2 separate regions of the Zea mays genome follow, and region 2 is linked to region 1. The links are chromatin contacts, called in public Hi-C maps. All regions are on one chromosome and are shown on one strand. The core of a region is the stretch at or near the end of the contact, and the rest is flanking DNA. Distances in the headings are between cores, read along the strand shown.

Region 1 (3,005 bases), core at 170-2,669:
CACGGACACCTTGTGAGGCCTTAAGGGCGTGGGCAAGGCGACCAGGACGCCTTAACGCTTAAGCTCGCCTTATCATTTAGCGACGCCTTAATAAGCATGACTAGTATATGCTGCTCAAAGCCACTACTGACATATCTTTCAACTCATTTGTGATAAGAAGGTAAGTGGTCCGAAGATGAGCTCCTAAACAATGACAGCAAAGCAATCATATCCTGTAATACGGATAAAACATTCTACCTGGCAAATGAAGCTACAAACGTAAACCATAATGAAGCTACACGACCATGTCAAAAACATATTGAAGATGCATATGTAAAATAAAGGAGTAAGAGGCACACCTCTGTTGAAGATCTCTACATGGTCCTTGAAGGGCCAGTCTTTGAACTGCCACTCCTTGCCGAGCACAAACACGGCCACCACCCGCCCCCAATCGTCTGACTTGAGCGAAGCCGGCTTGTCCCTAACCTCGAAGGAGACGGCACCCCCAGCGCCGCCAGCTCTCTCCGTACGAATCAGCTTCTTCTGCACCGTGACGCTCTCCGGCTTCCCTCCCTTGGTCGCCCGCATCCTCTCCTCGCTGGGCACGAACACCCCGTCCTCGAGGAACTCCTTGACGTTATAGATCGTAATCAGCGTCTGCGAGGCGCTGGGCACAAGGATGATGGGCACGACGCCGTCGCCCAGGGACCTGTCCAGCACCTTGGGCTTGGCCAGGGCTGCAGCGACGGAGCCAGAGTTGGGGCGGGAAGAGGGCGCCGCATCCTTGCCGCCGCCCTTGAGCTGCTCGTCCTGGCGGCGCACGGCGGCATGGAAGACGGCGAGAAAGTCGCGGCCGCGGGCGTCGAGGATTGAGTTGCGGTCCTTGAAGGGCCGCTCGAGCGCGCGGATTTGCTTTCCCGTGGTGGCCTCTTCGGTAGCTGCGGGGTCCTCCGGCGGAGGCGAGGGCGGATGGAGGTGGGGCTCCTGCGGCTGGAAGGCGGAGGGGAGGAGCGGGTCGGCGGAGGGGAGGGAGTTGTGGCCGAAGCGGAGGAAGTCGAGGAAGGTCTTGCGGTCGGGGAGCGATACGGGCGGGATGCGGCGGAGGCGCGCGGCCTGGATGAAGTCGGTGTGCTTGAGGTCGTGGTGCTGCGCGAGGAAGACGGCAGCGGAGAGCGGGTAGGGGCGACCTGACTGCTTGGAGGCGAAGGCGGTGGGGGTGGAAGCCGGGAAGGTGTAGTCAGAGCCGAAGTGGATCTCGTCGCCGGAGAAGATGATCTTGTCCAGCTCGTTGCGGCCAGCGTAGTCGCGGAGCACGGAGAGGGGATCCATCGCCGCCGGCGACGCTGTGTTGCTCCTGCGTTGGGGTTTTGCCGGTTTGCCCTGGCTGGCTGGCTGTAGGGATGGACCGTCGGCAAGCAGCAGAACCAGCCCAATGGGCCGTACATGATGGGCTGCGCTGCGATACTATGATATTGCTAGACTTCCGCTGCTGCGCATACGTCACGTAAAAATGAACAGCCGTACCACACCGTATGAACGAACTGAAAGTCGAAAGAACTGCGAGACAAGATAATCCAGTAGCGCGCGCAGCATTGTTAATTACTCGTGCTGTCGCGTTCTTATCCGAATGACCGACCAATTGGCCGCGACACGTCAAAGTCGCACCTATCGATGCGCACGCGCACGCCTGCCTGGGGCCGGGCGGCAAAGCTAAGCTCAGCCAGAGTCGATCATCACACGGCGATGGAGCCGGCCGCCGACGGCGACGACGTGCACGGGCAGCGACGGGACGGAGGACACCACGCGCCGGTGGTGTCGCTCCGGGCGCTGGGCCTGGCGGACGCGGACGCCTTCATGGCGTGGGCGTCGGACGACCGCGTGATGCGGCACCTGAAGCGGCCGCTCTGCGCCACCCGAGAGCAGGCCGTGGCGCAGATCAGGGACACCGTGCTGGGCCACCCGTGGTTCCGCGCCGTCTGCTTCGGCGACGTGCCCGTGGGGCAGGTGTCCGTGTGGCCGTACGCCGACGAGGGCGGTCGCAGGGCCAACCTCGGCTACGCCCTCGCGCACGACCAGTGGGGCCGGGGCATCGCCGCCGCCGCCGTCAGGATGGTACAGTGATTACCAGCTCGCATGGGCGTTCTTGGACATGGCGTTGTTCGTAATCGTGGATCTCCTCCATGGCCGCGCGCACAGGTGGTGGGCACGGTGTTCGACGACCTGCCGGGGCTGGAACGGCTGGAGGCGGTGACGGACGTGGCGAACGTGCGGTCGCAGAGAGTGCTGGAGAAGGCCGGCTTCCACAGGGAGGGGGTGCTGCGCCGCTACATCGCTGGACGCCGCGGCAGCGGGGCCAGAGATGCGGTGATCTATAGCTTCTTGTCGTCCGATGATCGTGCGTGACCCGGTGACCGGTGTCGCTATGCTACCTGCATATGGTTGTGTGTCCTGTAATATGCGTTCCATAAATTGTGCAAGATAGAAATGGACTACTGCGTATAATGTATCTCTAAGTGCATAACTTAAGTTATTGTATTAAAAAAAACTAATTTTTTTATACTTCAAAATAGTTGAAGTATATAAAATGATGCATTTGTTTCGTAAGCAAAAGGAACCTTTACTAAGGCGAGAGCAAATTGGGTCATACATAAAACCATTTAATAGTCTGTCTCTTAAAGGTTTTAGAGGTAAATTAAAAAATATAAGAGATGAGTTCCTCATGAAAAGTTTGTCTCTATACAACTCTTCATATATATTATCTTTTAACTGGGCAATTTTAAAGATATTCTTATGGTACCATGGGGTGTATCTTCTGCTTAAAAAAAACGATAGAAAACTCTAGGGTGTACATGCTCTTAGTAACCAAACCGTTAATTCCCATGTCCAAACCACACACCAAGTAATAAACCAGTATTACAATCATCTTATACTTTATCTATACTACTCTATTAAGAATCAAATGTGGGTGGCTTCACCCTCCGCGCTAACACTCTGGGCACACCTCCCGCCCCGCGCACCCGCCTTGT
Region 2 (3,111 bases), core at 476-2,975, 770 kb before region 1:
GAGGCGCCGCCGCCGCCGCCCTGCTCCGGAGCCGCCGGCGGCGCGGCGCCGTGCTGGTGCGCGCCATCGTAGACGACGCGGAGGGCCGCGCTGGGGTCGCGCGGGTGCCACTCCACCTTCTTCTTGGCGCCGCACAGCCTGTGCCGGCACCGGAAGTAGCTCCTGCGCCATTGGACCATACACACATGACACATGCATGGACCCACCCACACGCCACGCCCACCATCAGTTCTGTGTGCAATTTGCTCGCCCGGCCGGCCGGCATTATTTGCTGGTTGACCGTGATTAATAGAGCGAGGACTCTTCTTCGGTTGATTCTTCTTCTCGTGACGATAAGATCAAGCAGCAGAGCATTGCATGCACGGTGGGTGATCGATGGGCGTCACATCGACTCAATTAAAACGATTTGATGCACAGGATCGGAACGAACGAATAAGATGCGTGGACAGCTATATATATAGTCAAAGTTGCACTAACTACATGGAAATGGATCGAAGGGAGAAAGTACCTGATTTTCTGGATGTTCTTGATGAACTTCTGGCCGTACTTCTTCCACTCGTACCCGTCCTCGGGCACCACCATCAGCTGGCTGCCGTTGCCGGCCTCTGCCTCCGCCGCCGCCGTCTCCTCGTCGTCGTCCTCCTCCCTCCTTTGGTTTCTCTCTTCTCCTCCGCTCACTCTGCATGCATCACTACAGTTGTGGCTAGAAACGTTAGCTACGCATAAATCGTCGTCGTCGAGAACCTAACCTATCTGTTGGGTGCTTAATTACTTTATAATCCGCTTCGTCTACAGTGATGCAGAACTAGTAGTATATAGCAGCGTAAACTAGGCGGTTCATACTTAGATCTATTTATTTGCTCCAAGCAGCCAGGGATGATATTTGAGACGTATACATAGGAAAGTGAGTCTATATATAGTTCATATATAGTATTAGGCCACGCATACATATATCATGAACTTGAACGACATCTGTTTGTGGACGACAATATATATACATCTCCATGTTGCTGCATGAGAATTTGACAAAAAAAAAAAAAACAATAATAACGAACCATGCTGCATGAGAACCAAAGGTATGATAAGTTGTCAACCAATAATAAACCGAGTGTGGTCCCGTTTTAGGCAAACGCATCAAAACATCATAGAAAGAAGAATAAAACCATTCTTTTGATGATTGCCAACGAACGAGAGAGAGAGAGAGATGCATACATTGTGGCTGGCTGTGAGCTTGAATCGTCCATGGATGCCGGCCGGTGACCGTACGTCGTCGTCTACGTCCTGCGCCCTAACGCTGCTCCCATGTCATCGCAAAGCTCAAGGAATGAAACGTTGAGACTAGAGAGGGCCGGGAGAGCAGTGACGAGAAAGCTCTTTGGGTGGTATATTTATTATCAAGGCTTAGTCAACCGAATTGAACCTTCTTAGATGCGACGTCAACTTCTGTCAAGACGGGATGGCAGAACTTTTGGGTTTCACATGCTGTCCTACCCAACTTCGCCATGCACTTTTGATCGAACCAGAAAAACACTGTGATCTCATCATCTCCTTATACTCCTTACACTGTGATCTGTCAATAGTGCCTAAATCCACAATAGATCAAAATCCCTCTCAAAGCTCTCTCGAACCACTTCAATCCACCTCAGCTCAACCCAAGCAACTAGGTGTACGTGGAAATAAGATACACAACTAAGAACTTGTTCGGTTAATCCTGTTACCCATAAATTGGATGAGATTTTAAAAAAAAATTAAGAAGAAATTTAACTCGTTTGAGATTTAAACTCACTCGATCCACATGGATTGAGAGCTAACCGAACAAGGCCTAATATTTGCAACAAAAAGTTACAACTGGATATTAGTCCCTTTAGTCACTAACCGTCCGATTGGTTACCCGCATAATCTCATCATTAGCCGTATTCTAAGGATGGGCACGGATGCGTGGCTGACGTCACTTGTCTTACGTCAGTGACAGTTCCTCGTGTTGCGTGGTATTGTTCCAAGAAGCTGCTGCTGCCTCGTTTCCTTTTGCCTTTATTTTTTTGAGAGAACAGGAGAGGAGCCCTACTGAACCTTTTGCCTTTATTAGCCAGCGGTAAAAAAAAAGTAATTGCCCCAAAAGGAAAAAAACACTCCTATGGGGAACAGGAACTGTACAGACGAAATAAAAGCGTGGTACGTAAAAATAAACCGATCTTTTTTGTTGTATGAAAATAACATCGTCATCTGATAATGGTAATACATGCTGGGATGCCAATTAAAACTATTTGTCGCCCTGGCCTATATGCGCCCCTGCTGTGATGTGGCCCATGCATCGGCGTGCTCGTAATGTTCATGGGCACAATGGTCCGTTCCGATGCGACGACAGTGGCGCGCGGTGGTGGCTGAGGAGGATCTGGATGCGGATGAGAGACGCGCTGGGGATGAGCCAAGACTATACTCTGGTTTGAGGCATCGCCTAATTATTAAGAACGGATGCGCTGGGAAAAGAAAAGAAGCAGCGTGAGTAGTGTGATTGATTTCTAGAAATGTCATTTTCATTGGCGTGGGGGCTAGTTTGGAAAATTATAGATGTTAATTTAGAAAATCAAATCTCCTCTAAGATTAGAGGGGCCCAATCTCCCCTCGATCCTAGAGAGGATTTGGGTTTTCAAACTAACACTAGAAAATTAAATCCATTCTATGATTAGAGGGGATTAAAGATGCTAGTCTAAAAACTTAAATCTTCTTCGAAATTAAAGGAGCCTAATTTTTCTCAATCCTAAGGGATTGAAGATGCTAATTTGGAAACTCAAATGTCCTCCGAAACTAGAGGGGATTTGAATTTTTTTAGTAGTTTGTTTATATATGGGTGCCGGAGGAGGGAGGACTCTTTATTGGTCGATCTCTCTTCTGCCTGCCCATGTAGCACTGCCTACCTATACAAGGACGAGACGGAAGCTGACCTGGTGGATCTCTCCTTTCTGCTACGGGGGGCCGATTGACGTGCTCAAGTCTTTATGTATGGTAGGCAATAATCCTGCCATACATAGGGGTGAAAACGGGACGGGATTACCCGGCAGGTACCGGATATGGGTACTTAAAATACCCTGTTTTTCGGGTACCGGATACGGG

The links. A called contact is a pair of places that touch in the nucleus more often than the background predicts.
Region 2: a contact with region 1 is called in a Hi-C map of tassel, with 2.9 times the contacts expected there. The contact joins the promoter of LOC103626027 here to the promoter of LOC103626013 in region 1. A contact is called at or near these places in 2 of 25 Hi-C or Micro-C datasets (ear and tassel).

The regions. Positions count from the first base shown.
Region 1 is chr5:15,257,981-15,260,985 of Zm-B73-REFERENCE-NAM-5.0, reverse strand. It overlaps LOC103626013 (protein CDC73 homolog), which reads right to left and starts at 1,419. Exons shown (of 4, transcript NM_001353397.1): 1 at 339-1,419. The coding sequence starts at 1,308. LOC103626014 reads left to right here and starts at 1,532. Exons shown (of 2, transcript XM_008646399.4): 1 at 1,532-2,091; 2 at 2,176-2,538. The coding sequence starts at 1,651. The coding sequence ends at 2,382.
Region 2 is chr5:16,026,040-16,029,150 of Zm-B73-REFERENCE-NAM-5.0, reverse strand. It overlaps LOC103626027 (probable WRKY transcription factor 2), which reads right to left and starts at 1,725. Exons shown (of 3, transcript XM_008646410.2): 1 at 1,213-1,725; 2 at 509-691; 3 at 1-162. The coding sequence starts at 1,244.